3 separate regions of the Gossypium hirsutum genome follow, and regions 2 and 3 are each linked to region 1. Evidence: chromatin contacts called from public Hi-C data. All regions are on one chromosome and are shown on one strand. Each heading gives the region's core, a stretch centred on a gene start, on an enhancer-like site or on the middle of the called end of the contact. The rest is flanking DNA. Distances are from core to core; before and after follow the strand shown. Region 1 holds the start of LOC107945996 (protein BONZAI 3). Region 2 holds the start of LOC107895009 (FRIGIDA-like protein 5). Region 3 holds the start of LOC107948832 (50S ribosomal protein L18).

Region 1 (4,944 bases), core at 1,278-3,777:
AAGTATCGAGGTAAGTTCGTATAACTTGAACTATATTCTTAAATGCTTGAAATTTATGTTATTGATGTGAATATGATTTGAATGTTCATTGTATGATAATTGATGAAATATTGATAATATTTGATAAAAAGCAAAAATAAATCCCTGTTGGATGGAATGGATTTTGAAGGATAATTGAAAAGGAATTGACGGTAAAAAAGGATCTAGCCCGAACGGGTGATCTTGATATAAGCCCTCCCAAAGAATATGTGTAAAATGGATTTAGCCCGGATGGGTAATCCGAATTAGGGTCTGAATTTAGCTTGGACTGGTAATTCAAATCCTAGCTCATTAGAGTAATTGTCGTTGCAGGGGATTTAGCCTAGACTGGTAATCCCGACAATATTCTATGAGTTTATATTATAGGGGATTTAGCTTGACCTGGTAATCCCGCTATAAGGATGAGATTTGTGGGAGTGTGCTATCTGAAATGAAAATGTGCGCACATGAATATGAATTGACGGACCAAGAATTGTATACTAAAAGTGTACCTCTGAAAACCCATCGAAATTCCGAGAAATTCAACGGGATAAATATGGAAAAATAACAAGGGAATGGAAATCATGGTATTGATGAGCTCATCAATCATGGTATATATTATTGATACATGGAAATTATTGGACTAACTTGAATGTTGAGTTTGTGCATGTAAGAGTAAATATGCATTGAATGGATATTTGAATGTTTATTGCATTGTATTGAAAATATTAGGTTAGTATAATTCTTGTTACATGAGCTTACTAAGCACAAAGTGCTTACCCTGTTTCCTTTTCTCCTGTTTTATAGTGTTAAGAGCTCGGAGGTCGGATTCGGTCGGAGACATATCACAGTATCAACCTCAAGATTTCGGTATATAAAGAAACTTTATTTTGGAAATCAATAGCATGTATAAGCTAATATAGTAAATGTTAATGTGAAATGATTGTAAGGTCAGCCATTGGTATGACTAACAAATCTTGGTTTTGGTATGTGATGAGGTTATCTTATAAATATGCATGAATCTATCTTGAAAATATGTTGAATTGGATTGGTTGATGTGGATTGGTCTCGGTTTAAAATTGCAGGGTAGGTTAGTTATCTATAAAGAGGTTATATTGAGTTAAAAAAATTAAATTAATTTGTAAACTTCGGTAATACCTCGAACCCTATTCCGACAACAAATACGGGTGGGGTATTACATTTGTTATATAACAATTAGATAAAACTGCATATGATGTTTATTTTTCTCTCTCTTTTATTAGTAATTGTATTATTGACTACTTTTTAGACATAATACATATGATGATTTGATTTTAATTTTTATTACTTGTTTAGAAATTATTTTTATCATACTAATAATTTTTATAGTAATTAATATTTTTTAAAAATATAAATTATGTAACTGTGTAATTACAATTTGTATTACCAAAATATAACATAAAAATTTAGGATATAATTACACTTTGCCAACCAAGTCTAGAGAATTACAATCCTTTGTAATTACTATCTTAATAATGATATGCTTAATTGTATTGGTTGATATGATATTTATAAAAATAAATATGTAATTTGTTGAGGATAAATCTTTGAAGTTTCGGTATTTTTTCCTCAATATAATTAATTATGAATTCAGTATGGATAATATAAATTAATGAAAAAATTGTAAATATTTGTTTGATTTTCTTTCTTATATAAAATTATTATTAGAATATTAAATTGATTATAAAAAAAACTATATTTTATTTGGTGGTATTCAATCAAATTGATTAAATTAATATTTTGAAAATTTAAAGTGTTGTTTTTTAAATTAAAAAATTAAGTACTGAATTTAAATCATGAAATTTATTTGATAAATTATTTAATATTTATTATAGAATATAATTAGATTGTTTGGTAAATATAGATTTTAAAAGTAAAATTTTTATAGGATAATAAAATATTAAAAAATAAAATAATTGAAAATATTTTCCAATAGCTCTAGTTTACTTATCATTTTTTACAATTTTCTTTATAGAAAATTTTGATGTGTTTTTATTTTAGATTATCAAATTAATTAATTTAAATTTTTTAACAGTTTATCAAACAAAACGTAAAGTATAAGATAGAATTTAATGAAGCTTAAAACCATTTATTTATTTTTATTTAAAATGAAGTATAAAAATGTTTTGATACAAATATATTTATTGATTATTAACATAATTTTACCTAAACTAGGAATAAGTTTACCTCTCTAGAGCGGAAAATAATTCGTAAGTTTAAATCCACAAATATATATAATCATATAATGCAATTATGGCAATTCTTTTTAGTAATTGAATGTAAGATTTTAATTTTATATTTATTGATTATTAGCATTTAACTTAGAAGAATATCTTCGAAATATATGATATATTAATTGATTATTAGCATTTAATCATATAATGCAATTCTTTTTAGGGTTTGATTAAGATTTTAATTTTATGTAAAAAAAGAAGAAGAGTATCTTAATTGATTATTAGCATTTAACTTAGAAACTTCCCATTATATGATATATTTCATGATAATTTTACAACTTTTAATGACCTAATCTTTTTTGTTTTTTCAGGAAAGGGATATTAAACCTAAAACACATTGACACCCAGCAGCAGCCAACCTTCTTGAATCTATTTTCTTTTTTATTTTCGACCATAAATTGGTTTTCTCGAGAAAAATCTCTTTCATTTTGCTTGTTAATATAAAAACACATTAAATTTTGTGAAGATTCCCTTGATTGACTCATCGTATTTCTTTGAACAATTTGTTGTATTTTTTTTACCAGTTGACTCTTTTTTTGTTAATATTGATTATTCTTCGATCGTACGGCATTTGAAACGCCTTCAAAACCCGAAAGGGATTCATCCCTGAATTAGTCGACAAAATTTTCTGTTTTTCTTTTGGGTCCACTAAAACTTTTTCACTGCAACCTAAACCCCACCAATTCCCTTTTGTTGTTTTATTAAGAGGGCTCTATTTCCTCGAAAAGCACTAGGAAGCAAAAACCAAATTTTGAACTTCAAGAATCAGTTTAAATAATTAGGGTTTTAATTTGAAAAGGACATGGGAGGCTGCGTTTCTGGTGACTTGAAAGGAGGCAAGCAAGCTATAGGTGGGGTTCATGGTAGGCCCACTATGAATAATGACGCAGGATATAACGAAGCCATTGAACGCTTTTTCAGAGATAGAGGTCAATCTCCTCTTTTTACTCCAGTTGAGGTACTATAACTTTTTATCTATATTTTTGTTTATAATTAAAATTGCTGGGTTCACAATTTTTTATAAGGGTTTTGCATCAGAATAGAATCATCTTTGTTTACACTTAACTAAGAAGGAATTTTGAGATTTGACATTGATTTTACCATGGCATTACCGCATTAGTTTGTGTGTGTGTTTTGCCTATGTTGGATTGATTAACGAGGTTATTTGATTCTTAGCGTGTTTATATTATTTAGGCTTGACTGCAAACGTGGGATATAATTACATGCTCAACACAAGTATAATCAGATTTTTTAATATATTTGGATGTTTTTTAAAGGATCATATTTACAGGACATGTACATTAAAAAAAAGAAAAAGAGTCGCAGTAGCATAGATTTAAAGAGATCTTTTGAATGAATGTTTCCACTGCTTGGAATTGTTTCTTTTCTATTGTTTACTGTTCAATCTTCAGCGGTTCTAGGGCTCATGGTAGTTCTTATCGTGTTAACCCTAAATCTTTTACTATTTCTCTGCATCAATCATCATGCAAAGTAGATGTTTTTGACTTATTCTCTTCTGGATTAATTGATGTGTTATCATTGGCTTTTTCAATTTACTCAGCAAGTTTAGGCTTTCTGCTTTAAATTATACCGACCCACTTTAGAACTTAAGGCCTAATCATTGTTTTCCTGGTTGAAACAGTGCAAGATTCTCTTTTCTAGATTCTTGTACAAATAGTCGGGAAACACAAGTTCCTAATCATTGGTTTATTCTTTATCAAATAAATGTTTGTTCATATGCAAGGGCTTGGCATTATACGTGGTTTTTATTATCCTTGTTTATATTCCCTGGATGACTATATTATTTTTTATTTTGCTGGGGCACATAGGACCACATTCGCTGATGTGAATGTTTTATTAGCTTGGGCCTACCAGGGGACAACCATTTGGACCCTTCTTAGCAATAGCACATTTCACCGTTCTTTACTGGAATAATACATACTGATTATTATAATGAATGCATCAAGCTATCGACTATTCATATCTCATGCTTAGAAACCAAGTATTATTCTGGTGACGGTCTGTCACTGTCATGGCCAGACGCACTTAAAATGGTATATAAATTATTTGGGGAGATTGTGGTCATGCTCAATGTGATTGAATATTAAAATTGTCATGTTCCTCTAAGAGTATATGTTGGCGCTCTATGTTCTCTATCATGAGCCTACCGTTTTCCTAATGAAGGGTGATTAGTTGTTTCCAAGCATCTTAATGTTGCAAGGACACGATTCATGGATGCTGTTGGGATAGTAGAATAAATTATTATATCCAATTACAATTTTGGATGCAGTGGATAGTTCATATTAATGTTATAATGCGAAAACACTGCCACTTATGGTGCTTTTATGTTTTTCAAATGTGCATTGCAGTTATCTCTGTCAGCATCAAACTTGCGCAATCTTGACATCATATCAAAGGTAAGATTCTTGATACATCTTCCTTCATTTTGTGGCAAGTGCCTTTATTATTTCCTAGTGAAAAATATTAGAAACTTATGACATGAACTACGTAACTCATTGATGTTTAACGTCTGAAAATAAGAGGTATATAACATGTTGTGCATCATAGGAAGTACCTGAAAATTCAGGTCCTTCATTGCAAGTAAGATTTGCTTCTCATAGTAAAAGTTGACTTTCAAAATTGCAATGCTCTT
Region 2 (4,944 bases), core at 1,282-3,781, 680 kb before region 1:
ATGGACATAAATAGGCATATATTAAGTGATTATATAATGGTTTCATCAAGGGTAAAATGGTAAAATATGTATTAAGTATAATAAAATAAAAAAAATATAATTTGTGTTTATCTTTCTTGCTATCAACCGAAATTTAAAAATAAAAAAGAAGCCATTTTAGGGCTTTGATATTCGGCTAGCATATTCCTTGATTAAAGTATGTTCTTTGCTCAGTTTTTTATGATTTTTATGTTTTTGAAATCGTTGCTTCATATACTAGCCAGCCCGTACCCTAATTTTTGAATTGGTTGATGAATTTTTAAGTTTCCATTGATGATAGCTTGATGTTTTTGAATGTTAATGATGGAAAATGAATAATTGTTGATAGATTTTAATGTTCTATAAAGTGATTTTTGATAAAAATGTCAAATAAGAATTAATTTTTATAATGTGCAAATTGAGGGGTTTAAATGTGAAATAAAGGAAATTTTTGGACTGCTATGGAATTCGACTAGTGTGTATTTGGATTGAATTGTGTGAATTTTGTGTAATTATGAAATAGGGACTAAATTGTAAGAAATGTGAAAGTTTAGGGCTAAAATGTAAAAATACTCAAATATGTGTTTAAAGATTAAATTGAATGAGTAGTTGACTAAATGGACTAATTTTGAATACATATAAATCAAGAAAGAAAGAATTCAGATTTAGATCGTGGGAAACCAAAAGTTATTGAGTAATTGATCCAATTTGTCAATTCCGAGTACGAGGTAAGTTTGTATGTGATAATTTTGTTATAAATGTATGTTATATGCTTTGGTATTGCATAAAATGTGATTGTGAGACTACAGATAATGTTTGAATTGTGAATACAACTATATGGATGTGTTCGACAATGAAATAGACAAGCGAAACTTCTCGGTTAAACCTTAGGAATAATTAGGATGCTAATGACATGTCATTAGGCTATTGTGTTGGCTTCGGGCAATGATATCGGCACTCCGGGTGAGAGTGATCCTTTGATTTGACTACGGGCCATGGTATAGGTATTTCAGTGAGGAGTTACCTTAATTTGGCTACGGGCCATGGTGTAGGTACTCCGGGATAAGTTACCTTGATTTGGCTACGAGCCATGGTATAGGTACTTATCAATTGAGATCTTGAGTATTCGACTTCTATTTAAAATGGTTCAATGGGTAGAGAATGACGTAGTTGAGAAAGAGGTTAGTACGAGGTGGTATAGGTACGTACAAAACCTATTCAAGTATTACATTGAACAAGTTCAATGAGATGGTATTTGATCATGTTTTGAGACATGATAAAGGTTCGTGGTTAATGTGATTTTGATTTGGTAATGTGAAAATAGCTAAATTGCATTTATTTGATGAATTGATATATTCACTTACGAACTTACTAAGCTATAAAGCTTATTGTGTGTTATTTGTCTATGTTTTATAGATTTCTTTTATGAAAATATGAATAGAAGGCTATGTGGTACTAAGGGTTATTTTAGCAATGCTTTCGAAAAGTGCCGTAAGAAAGTGCTTTTGAGAAGTATTTTTGAAAATTTTGGTTAAAAATTTGAGTGTTTAGCATTGTTGTCAAAAAGTATTTTTGAGAAATAAAATATTCATTTTAGACATATTATTATCAAGTAACAAATATACATTTAAATAATGTTTAAATTAGTTAATATTATTATATTTTAGTGAGAATAAAATTTTTTTTACTATAACTTGTTAATATTTTATTATATGAAATATAAATTTTAAATATTTATAAAATTTAATTAGAATATATAAACTATATTTTAAATATTTAAATATAACCATTAAATATTTATAATTAAATATTTATAATTAGTATTTAAAAAAATATTTTTTATTTTTAATTAATAATTTTAATACATTTGTAATTAAGCACTGGGAAAAAAAAAGAAAGTACTATGTTATTGGAAGGATAAAAAAAGTAATTAAACACTAAAAGTATATTTGGGAGAGAAAAAACTAAAAATTTTAACTTTTTCTTCTCAGAAATGCTTTTTAAAATGCTTTTGAAAAGTAAAAAATTTAAGCAAAAAAACAACTTGTTTAACACAATTTTTCTTCTAAAAGTGCTTTTGGGGTTAAGAGGGTTTTTTTTTAAACAATACTAAACATGCACTAAATATGAATGGAGTTAGATCCGGATTGGTTCAACTTTTTTAAATTTATTAGTTAAAATATTTTATATTTTGAAAAAATTTTAGATTTTGTTTCTATATTTGAAAACTTGAAAATTAAATCCTCTTAAATTTTATTTTTATGAATTAAAGTCTAATAATTAAAATCGTTAGTATTTATTGTACAATTTTGTCAAGTTTGGCATATTAATTAAGTTGTTCTTATATGACATGTTAATAAAAAATAAATGTATTAAATTAAAATTGGATTAAACCTTTAAAGATGAAAAAGTAGAAGGATTCAATTATAATTTTAAAGTATAGGGATTAAATATCAAATTTGATAAAATTACATGAACTAATAATGGAATATTTTACCAAAAGGGCTAGTCTAGGCAGAAAAGGAAAAGACTCCTTACGCAGAAATAATTCTGGTCGTTAACAAAATCTTCTCACCACAGTACCATCAAAATTTACATACAAAAAAATCTCTCCCTTTCTTCCCACCTTAGGGTTTCTTTGTTTCTTTTAAACTGTGCCAAAAACCTTAACTAGGTTCGTCACTTTCTGCTTTTCCTTTTTTTTTTTATTTCTTTTTTCTTTCGCATTGTCCTTTATATCTCTGTTTTGCTTTGCTTTACGTTTTTTTTGAATATGGCCTGAACTTTTTGGTTTCTGAACCTGGGTTTTGCATTTGAGTTTCTCTTAAAGCATTTAAAATAACAGACTATTTTTTTTGAAAAAAAAAAGAGCTCAAAACTTGCTCCTTTTTTTTTGGCAGCCGGGTTTTGCAATTGTTGGTTTTATATACTTTTTAACAGTGGAAAAGTTTCTGTTTGGGGGGGAGGGGTTTCCTTCAATGGAGGATCTTAAGACAGAGTTGAGACTTGGTGAGTTAAAGAGCGAGAACCTTCGTAAGTCACTTGAGCAAGCCAAAGGTCTAGCGTCTTCAGTTCTGTTGTTTACTTTACAATGGAAAGAATTGGAGAGTCATTTTGATTCGATTCAACAGAAAATTGAGGAAAGGGTTGCTGTTTTCGAGTTGCGAGAAAAAGAGCTTGAAACTACTATGAGAGTATCGAGGGAAAGACAAGAAGAGATTGGTTTGAAAGAAATTGAATTAAGTTTGTTGAGTAAAAAGGTTGACGAATGCAATGTTGAGCTTACGTTTAAAGAAGAGGAAATTGATCGGAAGCGGAAATTGCTGGAAGAGTGTTCATCGGAGTTTAAATCAAAAAACCAGGAGTTGGATTTGGTTAGAAAATGGGTTGAGGATTGTTCTAAGGAGCTTAGTTTGAAGAACAAGCAATTGTGTTCTGTGCAAAAGTTGATAAGTGAATGTTGTGAGAAGCTAGAAGGGAAGGAGAAACAATTGATTTTGGTTGAGGAACAAATTCGAAAATCCAGTAATGGAACTGATGCGTTGAAAGAGGAGTTGGAATGTTTGCAAAACTCGATAAAGGAATGCTCTAATCAACTCGATATGAAACGGACTGAACTTGTTCAAAGCCAAGAAATGGTTGAGGACCAGCGCAAAGAGCTTAATGAGAATGAGAAAAAGCTAGATTCAATCAAGTCCTTGATTCAGGATTATGAGGAAGAACTTGAAGCCAAAAGGGAAAAATATGAAGCACTTGACAAATCTATCTGTGTTCATGCTGCTAAACTCGATTATAAGGAGAAGAAATTGGGGTCGATCAATGAAAAAATTAGGCATCGCTTGCAAGAGCTTCATTCAAGAGATGATGAACTTGGTTCACTCCAAACATTGATTCTAAGGAGAGAAAAACAACTTGAATCAACAAAGGAGGAGCTCAAATCAGTTGAAGCAAGGGTGAAACTATGTTCCAAGGATATCGAATTGAAAAACCAAGAGTTCAATGCTATACAAATGTCCACGGAAGAACTCAGTCAAGAACTCCATTTGAAAGAGAAACAACTCAGCTTGGTTCAAATATGGATTGAAGGATGCTCCAAGCAGCTCGAAGCAAAGGAGGAAGAGCTTACCTCAATTAAAAACTCAATCTTGGAGTGCACCAAGGAAATTGAATCAAAACAACTGCAGCTTGAAGCAATACAAAAATCTCAAGAGGAACTCTCTGGCACGCTTGAGTCAAAAGAAAAGCAACTGGATTTAGTCGAAAAGGCATGCGGTGAACGACTACAGGAGGCTAACATGAAGGAGAAGCATCTTGATTTGCTTAAAAGATCATTAGAGGAAGGCCTGGAAAAACTGGAAACAGAAAAGAGGCAATTTGAAGGTCGTGTCAAGGAGTTTGAACTGAGGGAAAACCGATTCGATTCCGTCCAAAAGGCTGTTGAACAGAGAAGTAAAGAACTCGAATTGAAAGAGAAGAAACAATCTAATGGCCTTCACTCTCAAGCGAGCAGCAAGAATCCTAGTTCTTTTTTCTCGCGGGCTGTTGGAATAGCTAACACAGAATCAGGTGGATTCTCTATTTTTATGTATCAATTCACTGATAGCTATGTTAGTCAGACTTGCATATATGTTTCAGGTATCTGTACATATTCAAAACAGGATGTGTTTTGTTCTTTTTATGTGGTTGTGGAGCACCATAAGACATGCTCATTGTTCTTTACTTTCAGTCTCTTTATTTCACTGTGTTTACTATTTCAAAACCATGGTTGAAGTTACACCCTATGGCCAATATGAAGATTTTGAAAGCTTGGTGGCTTGTAGGTGACATGATTATGTTTTGCTATATTAGGGCAACCATCCGCTATTTTAACAACCCTGTGAAGGACATTTTTTATTCTAGCTGTTCTAGTTATAAAGTGAGGAAATC
Region 3 (4,944 bases), core at 1,785-4,284, 610 kb before region 1:
CACACTTATAAACATGACCTTATGAATTCAGAAACTAAAGTTTTTGGACTTGTTTCGAAACCTGTTAGCCATAGCAAAGGCCCTATACTGCATAATCCTACCCTTAGACATGAGAACTTCAATGGGGTTTATGTCCCGTTCTTCGTTGATAATCTCAAGGAGTTTTTTAGCACCTATTCTGGTTCTGATTTCCCGGGTTTTAGGTATGTTGGTTCTACAACTTCATTCTCATAGGTGATCAGTTTTTATCTTTTTGTAGATTAGGCATTCAAACACATTTTAGCCAGTGATTTTGTTTATTGAACTAAACCAGAACTGGCCTTGACAGATTTAGTTGAAAGCCATTTTCCATTGTTCTCCAAAACGTAACTTCGAATTTTCCTCATTTAAACGAATTGCAGTGTTGGGATTCCATACAAGGAAGCTGTAGTTGAGTTCTGTGATGAAGTTCATCCACTTGCAGAGGTTGACAATCATATTACAACTTATAATTTCCCATTTATTTGTACAAGTTTCTTGTTTTTCTTCTATATTAAACACTATATATTGACATGTGTGCTTGTTTCGTATACAACGATTCTAGAACTTTTCTTTTATGCATGATCCTGTGATGTTTCGATTTCCTAATTAATATATAAAGATGGCAGCATTTACTTACAGTTTCATTCATATGCAATAGATATTTGAGAATGTAACAAAGTATTCTTTACATGCATCATCAGTCTATAGGTGCTGTTAATACTATTATAAGGAGACCTTGTGATGGGAAGCTGATTGGTTTTAATACAGATTGTGAAGCTGCTATAACTTCGATCGAGGATGCTCTAAAAGGTACCTTACATTGATTGCATATGTTTATTGTGTTGATTAGTGACTTGTCCATTCCGCCACTTCTTTACTTTTAAACTATCATATTTAGGTACTTTGATATCCGGGAAACTCTTCGTGCTAGTTGGTGCTGGAGGTGCCGGAAGAGCATTGGCATTTGGTGCTAAAAGTCGAGGAGCTCGGATACTCATTTTCGACATTATTTTGGTATGTCATACGCAACTCTTAAACAGGCAATGCTCCCTGTATGCTGATATGATTTTCAATTCTGCTCTGAACCCTTTTTTTTCTTGTGGAAAAGAAAGAGCAAAATCTCTTGCTTCTGCTGTCTTGGGTGAAGCTCGAACATTCGAACAAGTCATTAATTTCCGACCGGAGAAAGGAGCAATCCTTGCGAATGGAACACGCTCGGAATGCATCCATATACTGATCAGCGCATTCCAGTTGACCAGGAAACTTTGGGGGATTATGAGTTGGTGTTTGATGCTGTTTATACACCTAGAAAAACAAGTTTGTTGAAAGAAGCGGAGGCTGCTGGGGCAATAACTGTGAGTGGAGTTGAAATGTTCCTAAGGCAGGCAGTTTCTCAGTTCAATCTGTTCACTGATCGACAAGGTATCTCTTCAATCTCTTACCTGTTTAATCATCTTAAACTATACCTTAAACTTTATGGAACTGGGTTGCTCAGACTGGGTGTGAATGTTAGATAAGGGTACATTTTTTATATAAGTATGTTCTATCTTTTTAAGGTCTACCATGTATTTGGAGTCTTTAGAGGGTCATATCATCATACCATGTTTGAAAATGTGCAATAACTTTTTAGCTAGACTTTGTGAAAATTAAACAAAATGGACCCTTATTTGTATTCGACAGTAACATAGGTTACTATCATTTCTAAACTTATCTAAATTGAAGTGTAATTTTTATATATGTATAATATTTCCTAGGTTGGAAATTTGAAGATGTAATAATATCATTTTTTTCTATTTTTATTTGTTGAATAATAGTAGTAGATTGTATTTCTTCCATTCTAGTATTTCTAGAATTTCTACTAGGTTCAGTAGGGAAAATAGGTATTTGATCTGTTTTCATACCTATTGGTGTTGTGGAATTTGTACTAATATTATCTTCTTCTTCCTCTATTTGAGAATTAGAAGGTAAAACTAGATTATCATTTGTATTTATTATAGCATTATTTTTAAAATATAGTCTATCTCCAGATGACATATATTCTATAGTACTTACAGGTTTTGAAGTACTAGTACCACTTATTCTATCAATCATCCAATCTTTTGGTATTGATAGGTCTTTTAGATGTAGTAATTTTGGTTGTATTTCTGTAGTAAATTTATTAGGTTCAAATAACTCAGTTATTTTATTATTAATTTCTTTAATTTCTACTTCTGCCGTGTTGGTATATTCATTAATAGAAGTCCAACTTATTGCTAAATCTTCTGCTAAATCACTTATTTCAGAATTTTTTGTCTGAATTCTTAAACATAAACACTCTTCTATTAGAGAGTCTGTAATAGATATAAAATAGTTTGGTTTAACCTTAAATCCTATTACACCGGTATGTAAATTAGACTGTATTCCTCCAATAAGTGCTTTTATCGGGTTTTCAAATCTTTTATCTAATAAAACTGCTATAATAGGTATATCATGTTCTTTTCTAAATAAGGCTCTAATTGTTATCATAATTATACCTAAATGTATATATCTAACTTGAGGATATTTCTTTTTAATCCTCTTAATTTTTTCTTTAGTTTGGAGTGATAATCTGTGTTATTTCTTCCAAAAAAGTACATCCTAATACTGGAGAAATATATGTCATTAGTGTGGAAGTTGTTAATATGGTTTTTAATTTCTGTTTGTTTTGCAGCACCTGAAGAGTTTAAGCGGGACATTATTACGTCCGAGTTCTGATGTAGTGGATTACACTAAAACTTGAATAAAATTAATTGATGGAAAAATTCTAATAATTTCCCGAATTTTTTAATCATGATTCAATGTATTGGACATGGAACATTGAAGATAAGTATTAAAATATATATATGAAGAGAAAATAATATGCTTTTTTTTTCTTTTTTTCATTTGAATTAAAATACTTTGGTAACGGAAATAAAGAGTGCATTGCGAGAATTGAACCCGGGAACTCTCACACCCTAGACAAAATTCATTCCACTAGATCAAAAGGCCTTGACTGCTAATAGGTTACCACTTTATTAATATTTAAATAATACGTATATTCCTTTGTATCCAAGCGAAGTTATTTACGGTGGAACTTTGTTCTCCAGCTTTAGTAAGTTTGTTCCCAGTTTTGTATTTGCCATCTATGCCAGGTTTACCTCTCTTGCTTCTCTTCTTCTTCATCTCCCTTTCATTTATTCTACCAAAAACGCCTCTTACTTTTTTTTTTCTCACATTTCGTGCAAGACTCATTTTTCTTTGTTTGTACTCTAGTTTTAACAATGCACTTCAACTGTTCGATATAATGCTTCTTTATACAATTCGTTTCTGGTTTTCAGGGGGTGTTGTCTGTAAGATGTTGAAGCAAGCGATATGGAAGGTGTTGAGCAAAAGGGTAGTTTCAGATTCTGGTGATAAACTTCTTTTGCCTTGCTTGTACTTGCCCACGACTTCTTTTCACGCTGGACAGGTAGGTACTTTTTTTTTTTTCTTTTAAATCTTACTTCAGATTTTTTTTATGGATACCCAATTCGTTTATCCTTCGATTTTTTTCAATTAAAACCAGAACCACTAACCATTGTTTTCCAGAGATTGTGTTCATAGTTTGATAATTCAAGAAACAAAACATGAAAAATCTTATTTTGCAACTTGTTTTTGGCAAAGTCCTTTATGAGCGTGATGAATAAAAGAATTGAACTGGTGTTGACTGAAATAAGGCTAAATGCTCCTCGATAGCAAAGTAGTACCATGAGAAAATGAACCCTGTGGGGAGTGAAATAGAACATGAAGTCATGTGCTCGGAGCCCAGGGCTCTGACCGCGTGCCTGTTGAAGAAATTATGATGCTAGTAATGTTCCAAAAAAGGGTGGACTGGAGAGATTTAAAGCTTATTGTAACATCTACCTATACGGTAAACATAAAGTAAAGTATGGCCTGCATTAGGGGTTTGAAAATCGTGGAGACGAAAATTTGAAAGATGAGAGAGGGAATACATAAGCTCTGTTCGTGCATCTTTGTTTTGTTGACGTGTTGATTCAAAGAAAATCGTGTGAATCTAGTTCGACGATGTATATAAGCTGTTCATTTATTTGATATGTTAATTGGAAGGAAGTTGTGTAAATCTAGTTGAAAGGTTCTACTTTTCCAGAAAAATACCTGCTTCATTCCTTCTTCCTATTTCCTTTTGCTTAATCTGCATGCGTATAACTCTGTTTGCATCAAATCAACCCCATCATCTGTCCAATTCATATTATCAATCTATGCTTATATGCCTAAGATGCAATGTGCAAAAAATAAAAGCATTGGCTTGTTGAACTAAGGTGTAATATGCATATATGTGTGTGTTTGATAATGAAGTCTAAAGAGTAGTCCAATTTATCCGCAAAACATGCAAAATTTTCTTTCTTTTGTCTGTCAAAATGCATGATTTCCTTATAGTCTCTTATTTATTGTTGAATGCTCAAATATTGAGAAGTGTATAGTTTGATATTATCCCCTTTTTAGTGATATTATCCCTTGTGCCGAAGTGTTGCTTCATTAGCTTGTGAAGTTCAGAGTTGCAGACTTTATACAACATTTTCCCTTGTACAGTTTCATTGTTCACCAAGAAGTTTTTTTGGGGTAGAGGATTTTCTTGATGATGATAATAGCAAGCCATACACTTATCAGAAAGGAAAAAAGTCGAAGAATCCGAACAAGCATGTCTCATTTAAACAACGGACCGAAGCCTACATGGAACCATTTACACTTGATGTCTTCATCTCGAAGCGGTTTGTTTCCGCTTCTGTCACACATAGGGTGACATGTAAGCAAGTTGCAGTCGCAGGCACAAACTCGAAAGACATTAAAGCAGTACTGAGATCCAGATCGGACATTCCGGCTTGCTTGGCAATCGGGCGGATATTAGCTGAGAGAGCGAGAGAAGCC

What was found. A called contact is a pair of places that touch in the nucleus more often than the background predicts.
Region 2: a contact with region 1 is called in a Hi-C map of leaf, with 1.9 times the contacts expected there. The contact joins the promoter of LOC107895009 here to the promoter of LOC107945996 in region 1. A contact is called at or near these places in 2 of 34 Hi-C or Micro-C datasets (both in leaf).
Region 3: a contact with region 1 is called in a Hi-C map of leaf, with 5 times the contacts expected there. The contact joins the promoter of LOC107948832 here to the promoter of LOC107945996 in region 1. A contact is called at or near these places in 17 of 34 Hi-C or Micro-C datasets (anther, callus, fibers and 4 more).

What each region holds. Positions count from the first base shown.
Region 1 is chrA13:67,657,295-67,662,238 of Gossypium_hirsutum_v2.1, reverse strand. It overlaps LOC107945996 (protein BONZAI 3), which reads left to right and starts at 2,527. Exons shown (of 16, transcript XM_016880184.2): 1 at 2,527-3,249; 2 at 4,661-4,708. The coding sequence starts at 3,094.
Region 2 is chrA13:68,334,596-68,339,539 of Gossypium_hirsutum_v2.1, reverse strand. LOC107895009 (FRIGIDA-like protein 5) reads left to right here and starts at 2,531. Exons shown (of 5, transcript XM_041085061.1): 1 at 2,531-2,692; 2 at 2,919-4,584. The coding sequence starts at 2,997.
Region 3 is chrA13:68,268,837-68,273,780 of Gossypium_hirsutum_v2.1, reverse strand. It overlaps LOC107948832 (50S ribosomal protein L18), which reads left to right and starts at 3,034. Exons shown (of 3, transcript XM_016883485.2): 1 at 3,034-3,170; 2 at 3,357-3,487; 3 at 4,609-4,944. The coding sequence starts at 3,164. It overlaps LOC107948831 (bifunctional 3-dehydroquinate dehydratase/shikimate dehydrogenase, chloroplastic), which reads left to right. Exons shown (of 9, transcript XM_016883484.2): 4 at 1-203; 5 at 402-465; 6 at 723-831; 7 at 920-1,035; 8 at 1,130-1,443; 9 at 2,711-2,844. The coding sequence ends at 1,258.